Regions from separate parts of the Oryctolagus cuniculus genome. Here region 2 is linked to region 1. Evidence: chromatin contacts called from public Hi-C data. All regions are on one chromosome and are shown on one strand. Each heading gives the region's core, a stretch centred on a gene start, on an enhancer-like site or on the middle of the called end of the contact. The rest is flanking DNA. Distances are from core to core; before and after follow the strand shown. Region 1 has its middle 59 kb from the start of PPARGC1B. Region 2 overlaps PPARGC1B (PPARG coactivator 1 beta).

Region 1 (5,938 bases), core at 2,541-5,040:
CCATCATGGCATCCCAGTTGGGATGGGCAGGCAGTGGGGGTAAAAGTGAAGGATGAGCAGGTTGATGGGGTGAGCTGAGATTTCCCAGGGGCCCGCTGTTCTCCAGACTTAGGTGAAAACCTTGTGAGATTGGAGTTGGGTGTATGGAAGTCTTTGCTCCAGTAATTGCCCTACTACCAAACCCTATTTCCATGGAGGGTCACATTTCAATGCTACACACCAGGTGCTTTTTAGCATCTTTAGAGTTCTTTCTCTCGATCAGTGGAGGAATTGTCTCTCTGTTATTGTTATGTGGTTGTTGTTGATTGCTTGAAATGGTTGCAGACATTGATTTTTCTTAGCAGTGTTAAAGAATTAGGTGGACCCTGGCCCTTGTAGATTTGAGCCTCCATTGAGTCTGATCTCCCACTCTACAGTTTATCCCAAACTTCCATTTCTTGGCTTAAGAACTAGCACCAGCTTATACATCTTCTCTTACTCTCCCTTCTATCATCAACACAAGTTGGCTTATTTTTCAAGGGGCTGTCTTCCATAGAAAGCCACTGTTTTCATGCAGTACTTCCCAAGAATTCTGGGGTTACATGACAAGTGACAGCAAAGCCACGTTGAGATCTAGCTGCCGGGCAGCAGGCTCGGCTTACTTCCTGGAGTGTTGACTTCCAGTAGACCAGCCTCCCAGTGCTGATTTAAAATTGGGCCCAGCAAAATGACAGCCTGATTTATGTCAGGAGCGTTCTGGTTCACTCACTAATAACTAAAACCCAAAGCTTAAATGGAAGCACGCTATGGGTTTAAGGTAGCAAGTCAACAGCCAGCTTGTTTGTTCATAAGCTCCGACAGTTCCACGCTATTATTATAATGGTGACATCATTTAGAGATTTTTTTTTCTTTCTAGGAGATAATGAATACCTCAGTTGGGCAGACTTAGTCACTTGGAGCCTTTAAGGAATCAAGAATTAAATACTGGCCCCCTGGGGTTAGCTGTGGACGCCCCTGCCAATGTCCACGTGACGTAGGCTCTCTGTGCCTTTGTTTCCTTATCTTTCTAGTAGGGGTGGCGAGACTCCTGCAGTAGCCAGTGAGGAAGGTTGAGCCTCCTGTCTGTATGTGTATTTGACTTGGAGCCGGTTCCAGAACTGCATGGCCACAGTCAGCAGTTACAAAGGCCTCCAGCAATCTAGCACAGCCCAACTTCCTGGCCGATGCCAGTCTTTGCCCATTGCAACCTTCGTATCTGAACAGTGTGAGGATTATGTAGAAACGGCCTTATTTGTACTTCTGCAGCCCAGCCAATGTATGACAGCCATAAAGATTGCTTTGTGGTTCCTTGAGCTGTTGATTGCAGGGTGTGGGGGAAGCAGAAGCTGAGCTAGTCCAGGGCTTTGCCCCAAGGCTGGCCAACATGGCACACTGGTAGCAAGGGCCCAGCTAGCATCTGGGCTCTGGGCAGCCCAGAACAATGCATTCTCCCTCCTGCCGGCCGTTTCCCAGTCATGTGCATGTGCGTGTGTAAGAGGGGGAGAAATGAATCATTCAGTCACAGTCCTCCTTACAACCAGGATGCTGTGGACGGCTACAAAACTGGGCTCAGAGCTGAGCTTCACATCATTAGATGTGCAGTGATTTCTCAGCACGCCAAAGGCACAGGCAGCAAAAGAGAAAAGAGACACACTGGGCGACATGAAAATTTAAAATTTTGTGCATCAAAAGACACTCTCAGTGGAGTAAAAATGCAACCCACAGAATGGGAAGAAATGTTTGCAAATCATATACCTGATCAAGGATTAATATCCAGAATTTGTAGCAAACTCCTAAACCTCAACAATGAAACAAACACCCAAATTCAAATGAAAGGACATTCTGGAATAGACATTTTCCTAAAGAAGATGTGCAAGTGGCTGATAAGCACATAAAAGGATGTTTTGTTTTGTTTTGTTTTGTTTTTTTTTTTTTTTTTTTGACAGGCAGAGTGGACAGTGAGAGAGAGAGACAGAGAGAAAGGTCTTCCTTTGCCGTTGGTTCACCCTCCAATGGCCGCCACGGCTGGCACACTGCGGCCGGCGCACCGCGCTGATCCGATGGCAGGAGCCAGGAGCCAGGTGCTTCTCCTGGTCTCCCATGGGGTGCAGGGCCCAAGCACCTGGGCCATCCTCCACTGCACTCCCGGGCCACAGCAGAGAGCTGGCCTGGAAGAGGGGCAACCGGGACAGAATCCGGCGCCCCGACCGGGACTAGAACCCGGTGTGCCGGCGCCGCTAGGCGGAGGATTAGCCTAGTGAGCCGCGGCGCCGGCCTAAAAGGATGTTTTAATATCACCAATCAGTAGGGAGATGCGAATCAAAACTAGAATGACCTACCACCTCACACCATTAATATGGCTGTAAAAACGAAGGAAGCAGAAAATAACAAGTGTTGGCAAGGAGGCAGAGAAACTGGAACCCTGTGCACTGCTGGTGGGAATATATAATGATGTAACTAGGGGCCAGTGCTGTGGTGTAGCAGGTAAAGCTGCCGCCTGCAATGCTGGCATCCATGTGGCTACCAGTTCAAGTCCTGGATGCTCCACTTATGATTCAGCTCCCTGCTCATGTGCCTGGAAAAGCAGTGGAAGATGGTCCAACTCCTTGGGCCCCTGCAAACACATGGGAGATGTAGAAGGGGCTCCTGACTCCTGGCTTCAGTCTGGCCCAGCCCTAGTCATTGTGGGCATTTGGGGAGTGAATCAGTAGATGGTAGATCCTCTCTCTCTCTCTCTCTCTCTCTCACACACACACACACACACACTCTCTCTCTCTCTCTCTCTCTAATTCTCTCTCTTTATGACTGTACCTTTCAGATAAATAAAAATAAATATTTTTTTAAAAATGGTATAACTGGGTAGGCCAATGAAACAGAATAGAAACTCCAGAAGTCAACCCCGTGTCTACAACCAACTTATCTTTGACAAAGGAGCTAAAATGAATTCCTGGAGCAGGGACAGTCTCTTCAGCAAGTGGCGCTGGGAAAGCTGGATCTCCACGTGCAGAAGCATGAAGCGACACCCCTACCTCACACCTTACACAAAAATCCACTCAACATGGATTAAAGCCTAAATCTATGACCCATGCCATCAAATTATGAGAGAACATTGGGGAAATCCTGCAAGACATTGGTACAGGCAAAGAGTTCCTGGAAAAGACCCCTGAGGCACAGGCAATCAAAGTCATAATTGACTGAGATTACATCAAATTGAGAAGCTTCTGCACTTCAAAAGAAACAGCAAAGTGAAGAGACAACTGACAGAAGGGGAGAAATTATTTGCAAACTATGCAACTGATAAAGGATTAATAGCCAGAATATATAAAGAGATAAAGAAACTCAACAACAAAACAACTCAATTTAGAAATGGGCAAAGGACTTAAACAGGCATGTTTCAAAAGAGCAAATCCAAATGGCCAACAGACACATGAAAAAATGTTCAGGATCACTAGCCATCAGGGAAATGCAAATCAAAACCACAATGAGGTTTTAGCTCACCCCCGGATTGGAATGGCTTTCAGAAACAGAGAACAGTCTTGTAGATGCAAGTGTATACCCATGTTGCCAGCAGCACTGTCCAAATAGCAAAGGAAGTAAGTTCTGACACCTGCTACAACCTGGGTGAGCCTTGAAGACCTTGTGTTAGGCAAAATAAGCTATACAGTGACAAATACCACGTGGTTCCACTTATGCAAGGCACCTGAACTAGTGGGATCCACCGAGATGGACAGCAGAGTGGTGGTTGCCGGTGCTTGCTGGGCGCGGGGAATGGGAATGTGTAATGGCTACAGAGTTTCACTTTTACAGGACAGAAGGTGTTCCCGGGGATGAATGAAAGTGGTGATTGCACAGCATTGTGAACGTACTTAACACCTCTGAACTTTACACTCAGAATGGCTAAGGTGGTAAATTTCATGTTGCATGCATTTCAGAATTACCTAGTTTCTAAAACCTGGGTTCAGTGCTGAGCTCACTGTTATTGGGTAGGGGATTGAGAGGGTGGAGCAAGAAGAAATCCAGTCCCTGGCCTTAGAGGGCCTGCAGTCCAGTCAGGGAGTGAGCCAAGAAGACACTGGCGAAAAGCAAGGCTCCCTGCAACACCCGTGTGAGCCGAGGCCCTGTGTCCTTGGAGGTGAAGGAAAATTGGCTGGAGCCCCATCCTGCCTCGTGTGTGTAGCTCAGTGCCCTCCAAAGGTTTCTGCAAGTTCTCTCTCCTCCCTATGGCCCCAGGCCTTGGGTTCGGCTCTCCCTGGGGGCTGCTGTGAGAGCCCAGGGCAACTGGAACTGTCTTTCCTTGTTTGCTCCCAAACTCTCCCTGGGGACTTGAGTGTGGCCAACTCTGCCAGTGGCCTGGTGAGGTCAACCAAGCAAGCAATGCTAACTTTGGTCCTGGCCAGCACTGCAACACTGCAGGGCTGGAGCACCCAGCCCTGGCCGCCTCCCTGCTGGGCCCTCTCACCCCTTTCCAGGCCCATCACCCAAGGTGCCCCTAGGAACGCCAGTTTCTCTCTGTGTCATTGAAAGTGCTAGATTCTCCATCCCTACTCATATCGACATCCAGCGATTCACTAATGTGGCATGCTAACCCGCATTTGAATTTTGTACCATGTGCAGCTATAAGTTATTCCTGAAGATTCAAATACTGTTAGAAAGGGGCCTTCCTCTTAGGATATCACCTTCCACCACCAAGGAAAACAACACAAGACCGAGCCGGCGCCGTGGCTCAATAGGCTAATCCTCCACCTTGCGGCGCCGGCACACCGGGTTCTAGTCCCGGTTGGGGCGCCGGATTCTGTCCCGGTTGCCCCTCTTCCAGGCCAGCTCTCTGCTATGGCCAGGGAGTGCAGTGGAGGATGGCCCAGGTGCTTGGGCCCTGCACCCCATGGGAGACCAGGAAAAGCACCTGGATCCTGGCTCCTGCCATCGGATCAGCGCGGTGCGCCGGCTGCAGCGGCGGCCATTGGAGGGTGATCCAACGGCAAAGGAAGACCTTTCTCTCTCTGTCTCTCTCTCTCACTGTCCACTCTGCCTGTCAAAGAAAAAAAAAAAAAAAAAAAAAAACACAAGACCAAAAAAAGCCTTGGCAATCTCAGTCTGTTGTCTCTCCCACCAACCTCCTTAAGTCAACAAACAATAGGGAGATATTATTTTTGTCCACGAATAGGAATTATGCCTTACTTAGAAAGCAGAAGTTATGACAGCAACATTGTTTTCTGACCATGCTGTATTTTATGCACTGTCCCATGCATTCATTCAACCAACACGCGCTACTCCAGGAGTTTGCTGGAAGGCCGATCCTGTTGGACTTGAGCCATCCTGTGTGACATCATGAGAAGGATAGGAAGTGACCCAGAATGTTGTGGCTGGGAGGGGTAGAAGTTACGTGGATGAAGGGCAGGGCAGGTAGAAAGTGGGCGAAAGGATTTACAGGTTCGAGGAGTTAATGACCCTCCGCGATCCTCAGGGACTTAGCCGCGCCGCACGGTTCCAGCCCTGCGCTCAGCACTGCGCTCCCTGCAGGGAAGCACAGGTCGTGGCAGGAGGGGTGCCACCCCAGAGAGGCCTGAGACGCTGACGGGAAGAATGTGTGGGTGATGGCGAGAAGCAGCCCTTCCAGCCGAGGGAACACTGTTTATGGAATTTCTAAGAGAGGGAGCCTGGTAAGGAAACCAGCGGAGCCAGGCACTGTGGGGAGCTGGGAGCTAGTGGCGGGGAGAGCTGGGGGCTGGGTGTGCAGCACGCTGGGCCGTGGAGCTTCCCCCACCCCTTCCCCTACCCCTACCCCACTGGAGGCAAGGAAGGGCGCCATACTGAGGGCAGCCACAGGGCCAGGTGTGGGCTGTAGAGAGGCCCACCTGGGCGGGGCGTGGAGGGGTGAAGTGAGAAGTGGAGGCAGGGAAGGAGGGGCTCCGATGCCTGG
Region 2 (6,205 bases), core at 1,965-4,464, 150 kb after region 1:
CCGTGTGCTTCTCTTCACAAGCCCCAGTCCTAAAGACGCTTATCTCGGCTTTTCAGTTGGAGCCTAGGGGTTCTTTCACAAGAGGCAGTGCCAGGAGCCACTGTGCCTTTGCCTCCCTCCACCGATTGTGCTGGGCGCCCAGCCTCGGGGCCACGTGCTGCCTGACGTGTCCCTTTCGGAGGCCTCTGAGAAGGAATAATAGGATGTGTACATTTGCTTCCAAATGAAGCAAGCTCTGCCCGCGTTTGCAGGTGTGCATGTGGGTGTGTGGCATGCAGGGTGACAGAGGAGACGAAATTGGCCACGTGGAAGCTGGGGGATGGGTGCATTCAGATCCCTCATTCTAGTCTTGAAGTTTTCTCCCCCATGGAGATGGGGGCAGAAGCTGTGCCTTTCTGGCAACACAACAATGACAGCCCCCCGTGTGCCAGGCGCCATGCTGGGGTGCCGCGGGTCCTGCCGCGTGGTGCTCCCCGTGGATTTTATCGCTTCCTGGAAGCGCTTATCGATCCCAGGGTTCTTTGTGGACTTCAGTCTGGAGGGGGAGATTCATGGCGGATCAGTAAAACCTGAACAGCACTGTGGCTGACGAGCACTTGGAAGGCAGTGAAGCTGGGAATGTTACTGGAGAAAATGCAGGGTTCTTGTCTTTGCGCAAGAAAGAATTCAGGCGTGAGACAGAGAGTAGTGGGAGGTAAGATAGCAAGAATGGATGGGCACCTCTCCAGAAAGGACCTGGGAGAGAGTGCAGTTGCTCGGACTGGGGGGTGGGGGAAGGAGCAAGGTGGAGAGATTACACCAGGCTAGACCAGGCGGGCGGCCCAGCAGAGAGGCAGAGGGCTGAGCGCACAGTCCGGTTGAGGCTGGGGGGGGGGGTGTTTAAGGAGATGGGTCTTGCTTCCCCACCTCTGCTCCTCTTGGAACAAAGGGCTTTTTGGATGTAAATAGAAAAACTTCTATCTGAGTTTTCCCCTGAAGGTATCAGACAGGAGGAAGCCTAGCTTGTGCCATCCTAAGTTTAGAGGAAGGGTGAGCAAGACCCCTGGAGAATGGGAATCCCGAGCAGGGTGTTTGAAGTGCAGCTACTGGGCTGCATCTGGGAGATTGTGGAAGATTTGTCAGGGAGAAGGGTCGGGGACCTCCACCTGGCAGGTTATCAGGTAGAAGGGGGCAGGGCAGGATGTGAATACCGGGCTGCCCCTGAAACATGTCAGGATGACTTTGAGATGCAGATGCTGGACATAGATGTCTTCTCTTTAGGCCTTTATGTCACACACACACACAAGCCCATAACTGACTTCCTACCTAACAGGAACAGCAAGGGCTCCGCGGGCTGGGTGGTCGGGAGAGGCCCCTGCAGGCAGACTCGTGTCCGCTGAAGGCTGCGCAGCGGCAGCCACGTGAACCTCTAAGAACCAGGGGTCGCGGAGCCGAGGGCAGGACGGGCTGGCGGTGTGGGAGGAACGGAAGGGTGAAAGAGGAAGGTGCTGGGAGCTAAGGTCAGGGGTGGGCGGGGCAGAGACCGTGCAGAGCCTCGTGGGCACCGCAGGGAGTTGGCGCTCTTCCCTAGGGTGTTCTCAGCCGGAAGCGGAGTACTCTTAGGGGAGTGAGGCTCAGAGCAGTTAAGTGACTTGTCTGAGATCACGGAGCTGCAGGAGTCAGGGCGCAGACTCTAAGCCGGGAATGTGGGCCTGCCGCTGCTCACTGAGATCCCCTGCTGCCATCCCACCTAGGAGTTGGCAGGTCTGGCCCCCTGGAGACCCCCATTTCCTTAGCTGAACAATGGGTGCCATACCTTTGCCATGTTGCTCCCTCCCTCCCGCCCTGACTCCAAGAAAATGCTTTCAGTGTGCAGAGGGTACTTTGATGCCACCTGCAGACCGACTCCCACCTGGACTGCACAGGTCCCCTGCCCGCTCGGGGACTGACCATGCCCCCAGGAACCTCTGCTCCCCCTACCCCACCCCCCGCTCCTAACATTGCATGAGTCTGGTGTGGCCCTCAGGCCCCCAGCCCTGGCTGAGATCTGCCCACCCGTCCCTCACCCCTTCCCGGCCTGCATTCCCGACCAACTCTCCTCTCTGTCATTACTCAGGATGAGGCCCTGTCCTTGTCTCCACTTGCTATGCTCCGAGGCCATGCATAGTGCCTGGCGCCGTCAGATGAGAGTCCCTTGTGATCCTGAGTTCTTGGTTCTGCCCTTCCGGGGTGGGCAGTCAGTTGCTTCTTCTCGTGTGTGTGTGTCCTTCAGACCCCAAGCTCTTTGAGAACAAAATCATCTTATGCATCTCGGGGGCCCACACAGTATAAACGCCCATTCGCAGACGTGACCCACTCTGAGAGCAAGCTGTGATCCAGGGCCCTGAGTTCTAACCCTGCTGCTGCTGCTGGCTTGGGCGATTGCCTCCTGGGGCCAGCGGTAGTCCTGGAGCCTGCTGCCCATGTCCGGGCGGGGTTCGAACAGTCCCAGGGCACCCTCGCCTGGGAACACTGGGAGAGTGGGAACAAGCCACAGTTAGCAAGTTGACAGCTTCTAGGGGACAGGGACGTTGCCTTCCATGTCAGTAGATTTTTTTCTGGAGGAAGCAGGTGTTTGGGTGTTATGCGCTGTGACCCACGTGGGCAAGTAGCTCCCTTTGGCTGGGGCTCAGTTCCCCTGTGTGAGGAACAAGGCAGGAACACAGACAGGATTGGAGGATTTCATCGGCTGGGGGTGGAGGAGAGAGTCACTGGGTCCGTTTATTGATTGCATTTACTCAAAAGGCACATGCGTGTAGGCGTGCGCACACACACACACATACACACACACACACATCTATATAGAAAGAGAAATCTGCCATCCACCGGTGCACTTCCCAAATGCCAGCAAGAGGTCCAGTCTCTATTTTTTATTTATTTACATTTATCTGTTTATTTTTATTTGGAAGGCAGAGATACAGAGAGAGAGAGGGAGAGAGAAGCAAACTGGTTCCTTTTAGGTGCAGATGAAAGCATAGATCTACTCCAAGAAAACTGGGGGCCCGGATTCCCTGGGTCCCCCAGGCCTCCGAGAAGCCCCCAGGGCTCTGTGGGCTCTGGAGGTCCTTCCGGCCCCGAGGGTGAAAATTCTGTCGCTGGCTCTTCAGGGTGCTCAAAGCGAAGCATTTCCCCAGATTTCCTGAAGGCTGGAGAACCTCCCAGGAAGGCTGGGGGCGGGGCTGGGTCTATTAATATCCCTTCCGCAGCTGATTAACCCTCCATTAATTTGCACTCAGCTTCCACGGGGAGCAGGGAGAGCTGAGCTAATGGGCCCAGAGAAGAGGAGAGGGCAGCCGGCTCGCTGGGATGTGTCGGGTGCAGGGCAGGAATTCCCATCGCACAGCCCAGACTGGGGTGCAAGGGGGGGGCCTTCTGTGAGTCCCTCTTGGCCTCACCTGTCCTGATGGGTGGTTCTTGAGGTCTCCGCCATAGTGTACGCATGTCGGCCTCATGCCTGGCACTCAGGAAGCCCGATTGGTCAGTGTTGGCCTCCAGGGCCCAAGGCCCTCACCTGTGACCCCGCCCCTTCACTCTCTATGACTTTGACTTTGCCCCGCCCCCTCCTCCCAAAAGAATGACAGGTAGGTTTCCCCACGAGCTTCCACAGTGATTGATGGGTGCTGGTTGCCTGGACCCCAGCAAGACAGAGGCGGGTACAGGAGGAGCTGTCTGGGAAGTGAGCCCCGAGCCGTGCTTGAAGTCGCTGATCAGACGGCCCGGAGCCAGGGTCAGAGTTCCCGTTCCACGCAAGGCTGCTGACGTCATGCCTGGATGCCGTCCCGCGGGAATCTGGTCTTTCTGACGATGAGCTCGGCCTGCTGCCATTGTTCATTGTTTGTCTCATTCATTCCTTCCTTCGGCTGCGTCCGCCCTGCCCGCTCATCGCTGCTTCCAGATTTGGCCTTCATGCTGGCCCTGGCAGGAAAACTGGCCTGAGGGCGAGTCCTCCTGTTTCACAGGAAAAGAGCAGGGATTTAGGGGAGAGAAGTGACTTGCCTTGGGCCAGCCACTGCTGGCAGAGCCCTGCGGGGTCATGCCCCTAGTCATGCCCCAGGTCAAGGAGGCTCGGGTTCCAGGGTCTGAACAACTTGTCAAGCTGGACGCGTTGTTTGGGAGCATAGAGCGGGCAGCCCGGCTGAGGGGCAAGAGGGAGACTTGGGGGACAGCCAAGGGAGCCCCATTGCCTTCTATTTTTATTTTTTTATTTGACAGGTAGAGTTCTAGACATTGAGAGAGAGACAGACAGAAAGGTCTTCCTTCCGTTGGTTCACTCCCTTAATGGCCGCTACGGCCGGCGCTGCACCAATCCTAAGCCAGGAGCCAGGTACCTCCTCCTGGTCTCCTATGTGGGTGCAGGGACCCAAGCACTTGGGCCATCCTTCACTGCCTTCCCGGGCCACAGCAGAGAGCTGGACTGGAAGAGGAGCAACCGGGACAGAACCAGCACCCTAACCTGGACTAGAACCCGGGGTGCCGGCGCCGCAGGCGGAGGATTAGTCAAGTGAGCCGTGGCGCCAGCCGCCATTGCCTTCTTTCTTTTCTTTTTTTTTTTTTTTTTAAACAGGCAGAGTGGACAGTGAGAGAGAGAGAGAAAGGTCTTCCTTTTGCCGTTGGTTCACCCTCCAACGGCCGCTGCGGCCGGCGCACCACGCTGATCCGATGGCAGGAGCCAGGTACTTATCCTGGTCTCCCATGGGGTGCAGGGCCCAAGCACTCGGGCCATCCTCCACTGCACTCCCTGGCCACAGCAGAGAGCTGGCCTGGAAAAGGGGCAACCAGGACAGAATTTGGCGCCCTGACCGGGACTAGAACCCAGTGTGTCGGCGCCGCAAGGTGGAGGATTAGCCTAGTGAGCTACTGCGCTGTCCCGCCATTGCCTTCTAATGGCCAGAGTCTATGGCCCTGATTCGCCCAGGAGCCTGCATCCCCGGAGCCTGGGTCAGGTTCCACCAAAGACTTCTATTAGCCTTTCTTGTATTCTTAGCTCTGTTCTATAAATGGGAAGTGCGCGGAGCGAGGCATCGTGTGACGGCCGGGCGGCCAATGCCAGTGCAGCCCCAGGAAGCACAGTTCCCTCGAGATACTCAGGCCCTCATCTACCAGCAACTCCAGGCCGCTGGGCACGGGGGCCGGGGGCTGGGGGCCGAGGGCTGGCACTCCACACAGCAGCAGCAGCCGTGAGTCACCGTGCACGGGCCACGCCAGGGGACCCTCGACCCACTGTTGAACCTCCAGGAGCCTCATGGGTGCTGGAACAGGGCTTCCCTCGCCAGGGTTAGCGAGGCAGGCAACTCACGGCCTTTCTGTTCCTCTGCTGGCCACGCTGGGTGCCCCGAGCCTTTCTAAGCACCTTGTAATCCTCCCCAGGGCCAACCGTCCAGCATGGCTTCCTTCTGTTTCCTCCCCAGCCCCTCACACCCTGGAATGGTCTTGGTTGTTCAGTGCTGAACCCTGCACTGCGGGGGGTTTGTGGGGGGGGAGCTCATGGGGCCTCAGGAGCACAAGATGTCTCCAGTGGCCGCGGGGCGGGGCAAGGGAGGGGAGCCTATTGGTGCTCGTCGTGAAGGTCGGGAGTGCTTATTTTGTATTAGGCGCTAGGAGGGAATTCAGGATGTTCCTGGAGGGCCAGCGCTATGGCGTACTGGGTAAAGCCGCTGCCTGAGATGCCGGCATACCATATGGGCGCCGGTTCTAGTCCCGCTGCTCTACTTCCAATCCAGCCCCCTGCTAATGTGCCTGGGAAGAGCAGTGGAATATGGCTCAAGTGCTTGGGCCCCTGCTATCCATGTGAAAGACCCAAGTGCTGGGAGCCCCTGCACCCATGTGTGAGACCCGGATGAAACACCTGGCTCCTCTGCATAACTCTGCCTTTGAAATAAATAAAAGGGGCTGGTGCAGTGGTGTCGCGGGTAAAGCCACCGCCTGCAGTGCCAGCATCCCATGTCGGCACTGGTTCAAGTTCCGGCTGCTCCACTTCCGATCCAGCTCTCTGCTATGGCCTGGGAAAGCAGTGGTAGATGGCCCAAGTCCTTGGGCCCCTGCACCTGCATGGGAGACCTGGGAGAAGCTCCTGGCTCCTGGCTTCAGCTCTGGCTGTAGCTGCCAACTGGGGAGTGAACCAGCGGATGGAAGACCTCTCTCTCTCTCTGCCTCTCCTCTCTGTGTAACTCTGATTTTAAAATAAATA

The links. A called contact is a pair of places that touch in the nucleus more often than the background predicts.
Region 2: a Hi-C map of an unstated tissue shows a contact between it and region 1, with 2.9 times the contacts expected there. The contact joins two enhancer-like sites. A contact is called at or near these places in 3 of 6 Hi-C or Micro-C datasets (ear pinna, skin fibroblasts and an unstated tissue).

The regions. Positions count from the first base shown.
Region 1 is chr6:37,003,146-37,009,083 of mOryCun1.1, forward strand. No RefSeq gene overlaps it. Among named protein-coding and RNA genes, the nearest start is that of PPARGC1B, 59 kb to the right of the region's middle. Within about 2 kb of position 3,791, at least 2 of the 8 cell types and tissues checked have an H3K27ac peak or open chromatin away from gene starts, as enhancers often do.
Region 2 is chr6:37,148,862-37,155,066 of mOryCun1.1, forward strand. All of the region lies in intron 2 of PPARGC1B (PPARG coactivator 1 beta), which reads left to right. Among named protein-coding and RNA genes, the nearest start is that of MIR378, 84 kb to the left of the region's middle. Within about 2 kb of position 3,215, at least 4 of the 8 cell types and tissues checked have an H3K27ac peak or open chromatin away from gene starts, as enhancers often do.